5 separate regions of the Mus musculus genome follow, and all the other regions are linked to region 1. A link is a contact called in public ChIA-PET, HiCAR-type and HiChIP or PLAC-seq data. All regions are on one chromosome and are shown on one strand. The core of a region is the stretch at or near the end of the contact, and the rest is flanking DNA. Distances in the headings are between cores, read along the strand shown. Region 1 holds the start of Dynlrb1 (dynein light chain roadblock-type 1). Region 2 holds the start of Edem2 (ER degradation enhancer, mannosidase alpha-like 2). Region 3 holds the start of Eif2s2 (eukaryotic translation initiation factor 2, subunit 2 (beta)). Region 4 has its middle 50 kb from the start of Eif2s2. Region 5 holds the start of Acss2 (acyl-CoA synthetase short-chain family member 2).

Region 1 (2,710 bases), core at 112-2,611:
GCCAACCAGACCTGATTGACTTTGAGATCCTCCTCAGCCCAGTACATCCTTTTGGAGAGAGTGCTGTTCAATGCCATGGAGCAGTGGTTCTCAACATGTGGGTGGGTCATGACCCCTTTGGGGTAGCATATCAGATATCCTGAATATCAGATATTTATATTACAACTCATAACAGTAACAAAATTAGTCATGAAGTAGCTACGAAATCATTGTATGGTTGGGGGTCACCACAACCTGAGGAACTGAATTAAAAGGTCAGAGTATGCCGGGCGTGGTGGCGCACGCCTTTAATCACAGCACTCCGGAGGCAGAGGCAGGTGGATTTCTGAGTTCGAGGCCAGCCTGGTCTACAAAGTGAGGTCCAGGACAGCCAGGGCTATACAGAGAAACCCTGTCTCGAAAAACAAAAATAAATAAATAAATAAATAAATAAAAATCAGAGTATTAGGAGGGTTGAAGACGATTGCCTTAGAGAATATCCCTCAATATGGGTTTAATTTTCTTAAGATTGGATTTTAGTGGCAAATGCCAGGGAGGTCATGTTCCCTTAGTCCATCATACTAGGTGCACAGGACATCAATACAGATACCGTTATCCTTGGTCTGATTTAGTGATGCCTGCTGCACTCTTAATGCAAACCTCACTGAGGAAAAGGTACTTGCCATGAAACTCTGGAAGCAGATCATCAGGCTTGGTGTCAGCAAGTCCCATTGCGGGAAGAAACGTTCGTGAAGAAAGTGGAGGTGCCAATCACACAGTGAGGCTATTGAAGTAAGCTATGCGACTTTCCTGCGACAAAGGTTCGTTACATGCCAGTGTTTTAAGCTAGGTTTTCTGCTAGAAACCCGGATATTTTTCATAGCCTGCAAGAGTACACAATGACCAGAGGACAAGACAGGTCTTTGGGAGAACTGGTCCTCTAAAGAGGTGAGAAACTGGCAGGGCAAAGAAGTAAAAAAAAAAAAAAAAAAAAAAAAGTTTCTTTCAAGAAACACAGGCATGCGGTGGAGCTCGCGACCCCACATCTTACACGCCCAGGACAGCCTTGACTAATTCATCCCAGAGCTTGTTCATGAGATGCCCAACCTCGGGGCTGCCCATGTCCTCAGCTCATTTAGGTTCCTGCTCTCTGCCTCAATCTGGGCCAAAGGGAATTAGTTCAGCAACAGTTGGCCTCAGCCCAGGGACCTGGATTGAATACTGAAAACACGCCAAGACATGACAACTCGTCCTCACCGATGGAGAGGAAATTCTCCACAGCAGCTTCCTTCTTTCCCAAAGGGTTGAGTCCTTGCTTCGTTGACTCCCGTCAGCCCGCCCATCACTGCTGGCTCCTGATAGGCTGCTCGATCTGTCCGTCTCCACAAAGGACTGTGCGCAGGCTCAGAAGGGCGGGGAACGCGGCTAAGTGTTGGCGATTCGGAGCTGCAGGATCCGTCCGAGATGGTGAGTGTCCACCCAAGGCGGCGGTAGCGGGCTGCGGCCACCCGGCGTGACCATCCCCCGGTAGGGGTTCTGGTCGTTGGGCGTCGCCCCGCGGGACCCGGGGATGCGGGCCTTTAGTCCCAGCCGAGGCGGAGCGACCGGAAGCTGGTCTGTGAGGGGTCGCCCCGGAGGCCCGCCCTCCGGCTCGAGTACAGTTTTGCTTTTTGGTCAGTGTTGGGAGACCCCGGCCGGGCTGCGACGTTTTCTGAAGTCCGGCATATGGCAGGCACCCTGGGCGTAAGCGCTTACGTGCATGGCCTTTCCTCCTCCGCTCTGGGAAGTAGGTACGGCCATTAGGGCCATCTTCACACTTGGAATCCTAAGGCAGCGATCCCCGGGATTCGAACTCTGCAGGCTTGACTGCTGCCTGTGGGTTCAGTTTGGCGTTGGGGTCAGGTACCGGCGAGGTCCACCCCACGGGGGTCAGGGTGGTGCTTTCAACCCTCACAAGTGTACAGAATTTATAAGGCCTTTTCCGTCGTTAAACCAAACCTCAGAATTTTATTTACAACGGATGCACGCTTGCAATTCCAGCTCTGGGAAGGCGAAGGCAAAAGCAAAAGGATTTGAAGTTGGAGGGCAGCTTAGGATATAAAACGCCCAAGCTATTTTTGTTTTTAAAGTTAAATATTTTATGTATATAAGTAGTGTTTTGCTTGTATGTATTGTTAAGTGTTCCTGCTGCTAAAGAAGGGTTTCGTGGGCACTCCACGGAAGCCCAGGAACCACACAGCTCTGAGGGGAGAAGGTGTCCCATGGAAGGGCATACTGAGACACGGGGCCAGGAAGCACACAACTCTGAGAGGAAGTCTCCTCAACAGCAGGGAGGGTATCCCCAGCTGAGCCGGGTAGTTCAGGAGTCTCATTGCAGGGACAAATCCAGGGTGTGGAGGGATGAATCCTGGGGTGGCTGTCTCTGCTCTGGGAAGTGGGCAGCAGGACACCAAACAAAGAAGAAGTCTTAAGTAGGATTTCTTAGGTGGCAGAGCTTCTCAGGGCAGAGATTTCCAGAGTGAGAATTGGTTGGGATTTGGGGGAGCTCTGGGATTGGTAGGTTTTCCTGTCCAGGCATTGGTGGGGTTTTTTTGCCCCCCTTTTCCTTCATCAGGACCATTGAGCTAGGATGGGAAGGCCTTCCCAACTGCAGGCAGCTGCCATCACTGTTGAGATGTTTGGGGAGGCCAGAGAGGACATGGTACCAGGGGTACCTCCTGATGGCTGAGGC
Region 2 (2,710 bases), core at 148-2,647, 490 kb after region 1:
CAAACAAGCAAGCAAGCAAGAAATAAAAGACCTCAGCAACTGGAGAGATGGCTCAGTGGTTGAGAGCACTGGTTGATCATCTCATACCCACAGGGCACCTCACACTGTCTGTAGTTCAAGTTCCAGGGAACCTGACACCCTCACATGGTTATAGATACAGGCAAACAGCCAGTGCGCACTAAATCAATAAATCATTCTATAAAAACGAAGCAAAACAAAACAAAACAAAAACCAACTCAGGATTACAGCCCTAGTGTCAGTTTTGGCTAATGCAATGATTCTTTGCTCGACTGGGTTCTTTATTCCAGTGAAAATGAAAAGATGATATGGTAACACAGAATTACTAAACGAAAATGAATCAGGTGACTTGTATGTATGGCGGTGAGAGGAGTTGGTATGAAGCTAGACGGGAAATATTTTTCAGTCATAAAGAGTACACCAACTACAAAGGGTCTTAACTGTGGGGAGAATAACGTTCCTCCTGGGCCTGTGCGCCCACCTATAAAATGAAGGAGTTGAGTTTCCTGACTCCCGGGAGTTTTTTCAAAATATTTTGTGACTCCAGAAATGTCCCCAAGTCCTCATACGTGGTTGCCTGTTCGGCTGAGGTGAGTCCAGAGGGCTAGCCTGCCAAGTTAAGCCAAGACTTTTTTGTACTGTGAAAAGCTGTGTAGTTCTGACAGCGCTGGTTTGGACTGAGGGGACGGGGTTGAATCAGCCCAGGTCGGAAACTTTCCACAATCAGTGAGACCATGAAGCCACCAGCCCTCCTATGATCCCGGCCAACCCCCTTGGCCCTCAAGCTGGCTCTACCTGCCCCAGGTGTCGTGCCCATCACAGGTGAGAGGTCTCAGCTCATCGTAGGGAAAGGCATTTTCCAGGTAACTGTCGTAGGCGTGGTAGAACATGGCCTTGACTCGCTCCCTGGTTCGAGGGATGAGAAATAAGGTAGGGGGCCAGAACACAAAACCAGGCGGGAGAAAGGACCAGACACAGGACGGAGAATGGGAACCACAAAATGATTTCTGCCGAGGGCCCAGCAGCGGGACCAGAGCACGTCAGGGTGGGGGTCCTGGGGTGGAGGGAAGGGAAGGGACCCGGTGGGCGCTTGCCACTCCCCAGCCGTAGAGAGCGGGAGCCTGGCCCCCTTCACCTGTAGTGGGCGGGGTCGGGCGCGGTGCCGTCGGGGCCTGGCGCACCATGGTGCAGGGGTAGCAGCACGCACACGAGGCCGAGCGGGATGAGTAGCCGGAAAGGCATAGAGCTCGTGTCCTGTCAGTGCCGCCGCAGCAGCTGCAGCCACCGCCACCAGCTCATCCTCCGAGCCGCGGCTGGTTCTTCCGGGGATACGCACCACGACGCCTGCGCGTTGGGCAAGAAGCCTCTCACTTCCTGACTACAAAGCCCAGGATGCAATGGGCGGTGGAGCCCTGGCAAAAGAGCATCTCGGGATTTCTGGTCTACAGAGAGGAGTTCAACGTGTCTTAAAGACAGTGGTTGCTGTGGCTGCTGTTAATAATGTTTTCACAATCCCAGTTTCTGTTTGTTGAGCACCTTCGGTGAATTAAAGTGTTAGGAGCACTTTACAGGCGCCATCTAGTTAATTTTTGTTTTTTTTCCAAATACCTTTTAAAGGAGGGGCTAGCAGGTACTCAAGATTTGAGCAGATGCCTATGTAAATATGGATGAAAAATGTTCGGCTTTGACTATAATAGACACAGGGTTTGACAAACCATTGTGTAAGTAAACTCTAGAATTATTTTCCCAAAGCCTTAAGGTTTCCAGAAATCCCTTTTGTTCTAGGAATTCATACATTTATGACGGTCTTTCACTTTAGGGTGCCATGAAATCACGGTCCCTTCAGTCTCTAAATCAACCCAGGACTTTACCTGGACCATCTCAGTGGCTGCCATCCCTGGTGAGAATGAAGACCCAGCATTCTTCCTTTAAGAACATCTGGGCCGGCCGGGCGGTGGTGGTGCACGCCTTTAATCCCAGCACTTGGGAGGCAGAGGCAGGCACATTTCTGAGTTCGAGGTCAGCCTGGTCTACAAAGTCAGTTCCAGGACAGCCAGGACTACACAGAGAAACCCTGTCTCGAAAAAACAAAATAAAACAAAATAAAAAGAACATCTGGGCCAGTTTCCCCACTCTCTTGCTAGGTCCTAGACTCTGTTAGTGCGCTATCTACAGCAACCCCCTTCTCTTTGGTCAGTGGAATGAGCTGTAGACAACCCTAGATTTGAAGTTCGATTGGGGTTCATTACGACTCTACCATTCACACATAACCTATATAACCTTAAAGGAGTCCCTCTCATCCTCCAGGCACAGCACCCACATTTATGAAAGGGTTTGTCTAAACTGATATTTGAGATCCTTTTAATTTGAACTTTTCTTTAATTCTAGCATTGCCCAACTCTTCTTTGCTGAAAAATTCAGAGGGAAATGGCTGCTCCATTTATTGAGCAAAGTGCAGGCAGACTCTGCCTTCTTTGGCCCAGTTGTTTGTTTGTTTGTTTGTTTGTTTGTTAATTCTTGTTCTTTGACAATTTCATATATGTATGAATATGTTCTGGTCACCGCCCCTCCCCCATTACCTTCACCATTCTTCTCTCCTCCTTTTTCCTCCCAAACCCCTCCTACTGTCATTTTTTGTGGTTGTGATTGGGGTAGATTAGGTTTAATTAGGGCTGCTTACATAAGCATAGGT
Region 3 (2,710 bases), core at 90-2,589, 340 kb before region 1:
CCTGGAAACCAACTTAAACTAGAACTAGTTCCCATGAAACAAATCTCTAATTCCTTAATGTAGTTACCTAAGTCCTCCATAAACTAACCAGCATCTACTTCAACCAAACTAGTGAATACTTCACTTTCTATGCACTTTCTCCCTTCTTGACCATAAACGCCTTGTGATCAGTTTTCTCATTGGTTGAGAAAATTCTGATCATTTCTAGAGCCCATTCAAAAGCCAACTCTGCACAGAACCTTCAACTATTCCTCTTACCCCTCCCCTAGGCCTGTAAGTCAAGTAAGTCACAAATTCTTCGTAAAGTACTTCCTTGGGGCTAGGATTAGGCTTCTAGGCCCAATGCTAAGCAATATCTAAGCCAAGACCACTCTTTTTTCTTTAAAGTCATTTAATGGTATGTGAACTAGGATAAATCTGGAAAAGGCAAAACCCAAAAAGATTTAAAAGAAAAAAAAAAGACACAATAAAACGGGGGACGGGGCTTGAAAAATTCTGAGATCCAAACCCAGTCAGTTTCACAGCCGGACCTTCCTGCTCACCTCGCCTGTAAAGGAAACTTTGGGACTCGGGCCCGAAAACTTTTCTCGAAAGGTGGTCACTTCCTGAGACTTAAAATATCTTCTCCTCTGGCTCTTTGGGTTCCTGTCTTAAGAAATAAGGCCTCGAGCGGGAAACGGGAGCGAGATATCCGCCCGGAAAAGGCAGCCTACAAAGTTTTAACCTCGGTGCTCCACCGGAACCGAGAGGGGCCTCGCAGGGCACCCTGACCCCTCAGCCGTGAGAGCCGAGGCGGCTATGTGTGTGAGGAAAGGAATGCCGGGGCGGCCGGGCAAACTAACTCGGCATTCAACCCCTTTCCGAGAGGACGGCTCAACACGCTCTCCATTCCGAAACGCCGATCACCGTGGGAGACAGGCCTCGCCGCCGCCCTGAGGAGAGCCGAGGGAGACCAAGTCTGAGGATCCAGAGTCCTCGCCGGCTCCACAGCTCCGGGACGCCTAGGCCGGGCTGCTCCACATGGCGGCCGGCTACAGCTAGGCCGCAGGCCCGGCTTCTCACACAGGTGTGGGTTCGGCTTCCTGCCTCAGTCCTTAGCCCTAACTCCAGCTCAGCCTCTCACCTCGTCCCCGGACATGGCTGTAGTTCGAGCGGGTTCGGCAGGGATGAAAAGTCAAACCGGTCGGCTTCACGGCCCGGAGTCAGCGTAGCTCCCACCGATACTTCTCACAGCACCGCACTAGGCTCTTGCATCAGCGAAAGGGAGCGACACCCCGCCCTCCTCTCAAACGTTGGAAGTGCGCCTGCGCAGAGCTCGCCAAAGCGCAGGCGTACAGTAAAGCCAACCTTACGTGCTTCTCGTGGCGCGAGTTATTCGGCGACTCCCCGGCGCCGGGCATACTGGGACTTGTAGTTTGGCTAGAAAAGACCGGCGCTTGTGCGCTTCGGGAGTTTCGAGGGCGTGCACGACTGTTTTAAACATGTCAGGATGTTCGGGTTCTTGTGCTGCTGGTTACCTAAGAGGTTCGAAAAGTGCTGTGTTGCTTGTAAAGTGAATTTGGGGCCATTTTTCAGGTTTAACTTAGTGGAAACCCTAATATGAACCCGTGGAGCTGAGTTCACGCTTTCCCCTAGAATCGGTCTAGTATTCGAGGAATGCACCTCAGTAGAAGCGTTTCACTTCGTGAGAAGTTTAACCTTCTAGCTTTTTACTTCAGAAGATTCTTCCCTGGTTTTCCATAGTTAGACCGAGGAACGAAGCCGTCCTCTGAGGAGAAACAGCCCAGCAAGCTACAGTCTGTCAGGAAGCTTCGAAATAGTCTTAACTAGCTCAATAAAGGGGCTATGTTGAGAAATGTGTAGAGTAGGTAATTAACTTGTTGACGAACTTCATACCATATAAGTAAAGACACTACAACGTCCTAGGCGATATAATCATCTGGGACTATTAATTATGTGTCCTTTTTTGACTAAAGCTTCCTTATATGGTACATGACTCCTTGTTTATGGAGTCTTTGCTAGACAATTCTGGATGTATCATCTATTTTCCCTGGGGAGATACAGCTGCCATTTAGGAAGGCCTCGGAGTATGCGCTTGTAGTTAAAAAACAAAACAACAAAAAAACACCTGTGTTTGTAACCACAGGGAACTGCAAAGCCCCACTGTTTGAAAGAATGCTCAGCTGGGGCGTCAGGTGATCCACTCAGGTGACTGAAGGGACTGCTCAAGTAAGTAGATGCTATCAGGAGATGAGAGTAATTATCAAGTTTTTAATGCTTCTTGCATAAAAAGAATCAAGTGAGGATTAATCTATGATTAGTGAAAAAAAGCCCTCACGTTAGAAGAGATGGGGAAAGTACTTAGTGATTTTTGTAGTTGGCAAAATGTTCTTCTTGATTGATTTTTGTATTCATACCTGATTACTGAGTTTGTCTTTGTTTTGGTCTACTGGAATTACAAAATGGTCTGTCTGAGCTGGGTGTGGTAGCACTTACCATCCTAGCTCTTGAGAAGTAGAGGCATGAATATCAGAATTTCATAACCAGCCTGGACTACATAAGATTTTATCTTTTTAAATTAATCAATTAATTGATTAATATACTTTACATCTTGACCACAGTTTCTTCTCCTCCCAGCCCCTACCCCCCATTCACTCATCCTCTATTTCTCTTCAGAAAGGGGAGGCCTTCCATTGATATCAACCTGCCC
Region 4 (2,710 bases), core at 74-2,573, 290 kb before region 1:
TGCCTACCCAGTGCCTACAACATCACCCACAGAGCAGCAGGTTGATAAAAGTCACAAATGAGCAGGCAGCCAGGCCTAGGAAAGTTGGCCCTAGACAGCCAGATGAAATCGTAATGGGATGCAGATGGCCAGGAGGACTATAAATGATAAGAGAGGAAATTGGGAGCAGTTACCTAAATCTCCTGGGAAGTGGAAATAGAAAGTGAAAATAAAAGAATAACCACATTTTGCCTGATGTCTTCCAGCTTTGATCATATCCAGCAGGGTTGAACACCGGGCTCCTATGTGCTCAGTGTTAGGCTGAGCTACCGCTAACGAGATAGCCTTAAGATAATGAGGCAAAGCAACCTCAGCACGGCCTCTTGGCTGAGTGTTTAAAGCCCACACTGAGTTCACCATCTAACAGGAAAACACAGCTAAAGCCCGGCTACGTGAAAATGGGGAAGGAACCACAAGGTTGTGTATGAACTCCAAGGGGAAGGAAAGAGTCGGGGGAAACTATGGGAGAGACTGGGGGAGGAGGTGGGGTGAGTCCAGGCTGGCCTTGAACTTCTGATCTTTCTTCCTCTGTCTCCCAGTTGCTAGAGCTACAGGTACGTACCACTGTGCTCGGCTCTAGGACGTTTCATTTAGGACATAAAGATAGATAAAGAATTCATCAGGCAGAGAGACAGAAAATGTATTTCAGATGAGGTGACCATGTGAGAAAAGGGTATGGAAGCTTAGAGTACTCCCTATGCTCAGAGGACAGCAAGCAACCATCCCAGAAACAGGGCACGGGATCAATCAACAGATTTTTAAAAAAAATCACCCCAGGGTGTTAGAGCTGGAAGCTGATTTTGACTGAGGGAAAAGGGACTCTTGAGGTTAGCGAAGAGAGAGCTTCCTGAGCGGGGCTTGAGATGGTGATAAAGAGAGGTGAGTCCTTGTGAGGCCAAGTCTGACTGCAGCCCTTTCACTGATGCCTAGGGCCACATTGTTTTGAATGGGGCGCCTGTGTGCTCAGAGGGGCGGGCACAGACACTGCTGATTCCCAGCCTCCGCCCCAGGCATTCATCAGGCAAAGACGCCAACCTAGAGTAGAGGCCTGATATAACCACTGGGAGCAACGCACCAAGGACAGCAGGCACCGGTTGAGCAATCGATGTCTTTTCCTAAATAGCTAAAAGCTCCTAAAAGCGGGGAGGGGGTATTTCTTCCATCCATCGTTCATGGAGAGCCAGGAGCTAAGAAAGAACTAAGAAAATGGGACGTCTCCACAACCTGCACTTGTTAACAGTATTTAAGACCAGCCTGTGCTCTTTAAATCAGATGTTTGTTGGCTCAAAGATGCCTCCAGTCTTATTTAACTCTGCCTCGTGGAAATTGGAACCTGGACATTTCCGGGATGTACACAAGTGGGTGTGTTATGTGAATGAGTGTCACCCCAGGCCCCAGATCCCCGTTCCTCCCTAACCAATTCAGTGGGAACCTGAAATAAGGATGAACTCAGACGAGGACCTGAAGAGAAAGGAAAGGAAACTACTGGGCAGAACCAACTCTGAAATGGGCCTCAAACTCGGCGGCTGCAAAACCTATCCGCGAGACTGCACTGCCCCCAGGCGGCCACAGCGCTCTGCTCCGGAGACTTCCTGATGGATCTCATCACAGACTCAGTAGAGGGAAGACAAGAGGAAAGACCTTGTATATTTGTTTCTGGGCTCAAGCTGTTACCTGTTATCAGTTATTTTCCTCCATCTCCTCCCCGCTTTCCTTATTCCTTCTTTTTCCCCTTCCTTCCCCAGGAGTCAGCGTTCCTCCGGTTGTCCGGCTTGGTGGCAAACACCCGCACCCATCATACACCTCATTACTACTCAATGGTTTTCCTATTCATTTTCTCCATTTGTCTCTTTCTTTTCTTTTCTTCTTTTCCTTCTCCTCCTCCTCCTTCTTTTTACAAAGTGTTAACACAGAGATGCACTTTAAATCTGAGCACCCCTATGATGGGGTGAAACAACATAATGGGAACAATTCTATCCATTTTCTTAAGTGTGTGTGTATGTGATGCATATGAATGTATGCAGGTGTGTCTGCACATACATGTGGATGTGTACAGAAGCCAGAGGTAAATTTGAGATATTTTCTTCTATCATTACCCATATTATTTTTTGAGGCCTGGTCTCTCATTGAACCTGGCATTGCCACTTCAACCGGCAAGCTCTTAGGGTCTGCCTGTCTCCTCCAACCCTGCTCTGCTGTGGCTACAGATGTTCACAGCTGCTGTACTTGACTTACTACGTGGGTCCTGGACATCCAAGCTCAGGTCCTCATGCTTCTCCAGCGGGCAACCCTCTGAGCCAAGGAGAGAGGGGATAGGTTCCTGGGTAAGAGCAGAGCTGCAGTGTGTCTATGGTCTATGGGTTAGAAAGGTTGTTGGGGGAACAGCAGAGCTGACAGGAGCCCTTCAGGGGGCTCAGCTCCTGCTCTGCCTGACTTTACAAGTCCTGAAGACAGCAGTTCAAAAGCCCCCACCGAGGAAGGGCTGGGAAGAAAGTTATCAGTTTCAGACTCCAAAATAATCTAGCACGAATAGCTGCCCTTCCTGAGTCCTGGGGGCTGATGGGAGGCATCAGGTCCCCTGGTCCTGGGAGAACATCTGAGGGACAGCATGGCACATGGCAGGAAAGAAAGATAAATGCTGCAAGGTGACGCCCATTCTCGTAGTAGAGTT
Region 5 (2,710 bases), core at 100-2,599, 280 kb after region 1:
AAGGTCTGTATGTGCTTAGTGAGCCTTAAAACCTCCCCTCAGGATTGGGTTGGCTCTGGATCATATGTCTGAGCATGTGTTTTTCAGTTTAGGGTGGGCTAAGCATATGGTCAGTTGGACAAAGATCAGTGTAGCAGGTGAGTTGATGGGTCACAAGCCCTAAGTAGACATTAAATGGCAGGAGCTGGCTGCTTCAGACCTCAGATTCACTCTTGTAGCTAAATAATTAAAGATCCTTGTTTTGACAGTCTGAATTGTAAGATGAGGTAGTCCTTGGTGATAACTGTAGGAAGGAAGTGGAGGGTGTCCTGCTCGGCTTCCTTTTGGGTGAAGAGGATAGAGGGACGCCAGAGGGAAGTAAACTCAATTTGTGGCAGATAGGTGTGTACTTAGGTGAATTAAAGAATGTAATTTTTCCTCTTTATACTTGTATTATTTTATATTGCATAGACCTTGTATTTTAAGATCTGGCTTTCTGTTTATGTTAGTAAAAACAAACAATACAAGAACTCAGATCTGACCATAACTTGATCTTTATCTGCTCCCCGACTTTGTGACATTTCCCTTCCTTTTCTGAATTTACCTTTAGTGCTAAGAGAATTTGTGCGTTTGGAGCCAATATCTGAAGGATCCTCCTCGTCTTCACTTAAGAGTCTTGTACTTTACATCAGGATGGAGATTTATGGAGGCAAAAAGAATGACATGTCCTAAGAGGTGGGAGAGAATCAGAACGAGTTAGCAGGAAGGTTCATATTGGGGATCTGTGCCCTCAAGGTCGCGGAGGAATTTTTCCATGGGAACGGAATAGGGGTGCTGTTCGGTGGGAGACTGTGGAGTGTCACCCAGAAGGAACTGTACTGCACTTGGCTATCCAACTCTGGAGTGACAGGATCACGCAATCAGACCACGGTAATTGCACAACGGATGACACAATGCCTCTTATTAGCCAGCCTTTCATGTCTCAAGCTGCGCGGCGCCGTAACCCAACCCTTGTCACTCCAAGACCCTAACTTGGTCACTCCACAGCCTTGCCTCCTCTCGTGTCACATCCAGCCGGGCTACACCCCATCACTCCACGGGCCCGCCTCCTCGCCTGTCACCTCTGGCCCCGCCCCTCCACTGTCATTCCAAGGCCCCACCCCTCTCCTGTCATTCCCTGACCATTCCTTCTGCTTTCACTACGGCTCCACCCCTTCCGGCAAGACAGCTCCGCCCTTACCCCTTGTCTTCAGCGGTTTTTGCTGACCCCGCCCCTTCACGCACGGCCCTACCCACTATTGGATGCCTAGAGCACGGCCTCTAGCCTCAGGCTCCGCCCTCACCCGAGGCCCCGCCTCTAGGGTCGACCTGTTTTCCCCGCCCCGGCACCCGCAGCGACCGCAACGGCGGACAAGGTGTTCGGAACTTGATGCGATGGGGCTTCCCGAGGAGCGGCGCAAGAGCGGCAGTGGAAGCCGGGCTCGTGAGGAGACCGGCGCCGAGGGCCGGGTGCGGGGTTGGTCCCCGCCGCCGGAGGTCAGACGCTCGGCGCACGTCCCCTCTCTGCAGCGCTACCGCGAGCTGCACCGGCGTTCTGTGGAGGAGCCACGGGGTGAGGCTGGGCCCGAGCGACTCTTGGGGGCGCCAGTGAGCAGAGGAGCGGGAGTCCGAGGGAGATTTACCGAGCTCCGTTAGAAAGGGAGGAGATGGAGGGTCCCTGAGGGACATGGAAAAGGGATTCGAAAGAGATGGCGTTCTGTGAGAAGAAGGAGGCATCTGTGAGGCGAGACTTCCTAGAAGTTGGGGCACTCTCTGGCGACTTGGCAGTTTTGGGAGATGCGAGTTTTCACGAGGAGATGCGGGTTCCGTGAGAAGAAGCGGGGATCGGTGAGGAGAAAGTTCCCTGAGAGAGCCCTCGAGGTGAAAGGAAGGGCTCCAAGGAGCAAGGGTGAACCTTGAGGGAAGGAGAGCCCTGAAGAGAATCACCTTTGCCTCCAATTCAACCATGCCTCCCTCAGACCTTTAACGAATGCACCCATCTCGTTTTGCTCAGCGTCAGTGCAAGTCTGTTTCCCATCTAGGAGTCCTGCCTCTGTGTAAAATGACAGCAATCCCAATACACAACTGTACGAGTTGTCAGTATGCCGATGCTTTGGTTGTTTTGATGGTATAGTGAACAAAACAAGACGGAGTGAGGTTTACCACCAAGCCTGTTTGTTTTGTTTTGTTTTGTTTTGTTTTGTTTTGTTTTTTTGCTTAAAAAAACCAAAATTGGATCTAAATTCTAGTAACTCAGAGTCTGAGAGACAATTCTATGCCTTGACACGTTCTTAAGTGTCAGGACAGTTTAGGGTGCAAAACCACGATCTGGCCAGGCCTTTAATCCCGTGCACTGGGGAGGCAGAGGCAGGTCTTTGTAAGTTCAAGGCCAGCCTGCTCTACGTAGGTAGTTCCAGAACAGCCACGGCTCCATAGTGAGACTCTGGCCTACCACCACGTCCTGGCTGAGAGGGAGCATGATATTTGGTAGTAAGGTAAACACAAGCCACAAATCCTGCCCGAAAAATACATACATAGCTTTGCTTGCAGTCTTAGGCAGATTTAAAAACTTATATTGAATGTATTCATCTCTAAGATAGGAAAGCTAACACTAGATTCATAAATTAAAAAGTCCAAAGTGGGTAATAAAAGGGTCCATTATCGAATAGTTGATACCCAGCAGACATTAAAT

The links. ChIA-PET counts read pairs in DNA pulled down with a chosen protein or histone mark. HiCAR-type assays count read pairs that join an accessible place to other places. HiChIP or PLAC-seq counts read pairs in DNA pulled down with a chosen protein or histone mark.
Region 2: a HiCAR-type map of astrocytes shows a contact between it and region 1, with 2.1 times the contacts expected there. The contact joins the promoter of Edem2 here to the promoter of Dynlrb1 in region 1. A contact is called at or near these places in 1 of 39 promoter capture datasets (hippocampal neurons) and 1 of 115 datasets of contacts at active chromatin or transcription factors (astrocytes).
Region 3: a contact with region 1 is called in an RNA polymerase II ChIA-PET map of memory CD8 T cells, with 17 read pairs. The contact joins the promoter of Eif2s2 here to the promoter of Dynlrb1 in region 1. A contact is called at or near these places in 5 of 39 promoter capture datasets (the C10 cell line, the HPC-7 cell line, cranial neural crest and 2 more) and 6 of 115 datasets of contacts at active chromatin or transcription factors (bone marrow-derived macrophages, embryonic stem cells, extraembryonic endoderm stem cells and 2 more).
Region 4: a contact with region 1 is called in an H3K4me3 HiChIP or PLAC-seq map of the SCID.adh cell line, with 3 times the contacts expected there. The contact joins the enhancer-like site here to the promoter of Dynlrb1 in region 1. A contact is called at or near these places in 6 of 39 promoter capture datasets (the C10 cell line, HPC-7-derived erythroid cells, cranial neural crest and 3 more), 1 of 15 datasets of contacts at CTCF or cohesin (pro-B cells), 7 of 115 datasets of contacts at active chromatin or transcription factors (the SCID.adh cell line, cardiomyocytes, embryonic stem cells and 2 more) and 1 of 9 other capture datasets (embryonic stem cells).
Region 5: an H3K27ac HiChIP or PLAC-seq map of embryonic stem cells shows a contact between it and region 1, with 4 times the contacts expected there. The contact joins the promoter of Acss2 here to the promoter of Dynlrb1 in region 1. A contact is called at or near these places in 2 of 39 promoter capture datasets (the C10 cell line and the SN4741 cell line), 2 of 484 Hi-C or Micro-C datasets (embryonic stem cells and uterus), 2 of 115 datasets of contacts at active chromatin or transcription factors (embryonic hindbrain and embryonic stem cells) and 3 of 9 other capture datasets (adipose tissue, macrophages and pancreatic islet).

Annotation. Positions count from the first base shown.
Region 1 is chr2:155,235,172-155,237,881 of GRCm38.p6, forward strand. It overlaps Dynlrb1 (dynein light chain roadblock-type 1), which reads left to right and starts at 1,362. Exons shown (of 4, transcript NM_025947.3): 1 at 1,362-1,446. The coding sequence starts at 1,444. It overlaps Gm52565 (a long non-coding RNA gene), which reads right to left and starts at 1,332. Exons shown (of 2, transcript XR_003954076.1): 1 at 1,237-1,332.
Region 2 is chr2:155,728,078-155,730,787 of GRCm38.p6, forward strand. Edem2 (ER degradation enhancer, mannosidase alpha-like 2) reads right to left here and starts at 1,398. Exons shown (of 11, transcript NM_145537.2): 1 at 1,154-1,398; 2 at 814-924. The coding sequence starts at 1,260.
Region 3 is chr2:154,891,567-154,894,276 of GRCm38.p6, forward strand. It overlaps Eif2s2 (eukaryotic translation initiation factor 2, subunit 2 (beta)), which reads right to left and starts at 1,340. Exons shown (of 9, transcript NM_026030.2): 1 at 1,124-1,340. The coding sequence starts at 1,138.
Region 4 is chr2:154,941,703-154,944,412 of GRCm38.p6, forward strand. No RefSeq gene overlaps it. Among named protein-coding and RNA genes, the nearest start is that of Eif2s2, 50 kb to the left of the region's middle. Within about 2 kb of position 1,324, at least 27 of the 459 cell types and tissues checked have an H3K27ac peak or open chromatin away from gene starts, as enhancers often do. A contact at or near this core is called in the SCID.adh cell line, where this site is marked.
Region 5 is chr2:155,516,694-155,519,403 of GRCm38.p6, forward strand. It overlaps Acss2 (acyl-CoA synthetase short-chain family member 2), which reads left to right and starts at 1,350. Exons shown (of 18, transcript NM_019811.3): 1 at 1,350-1,591. The coding sequence starts at 1,414.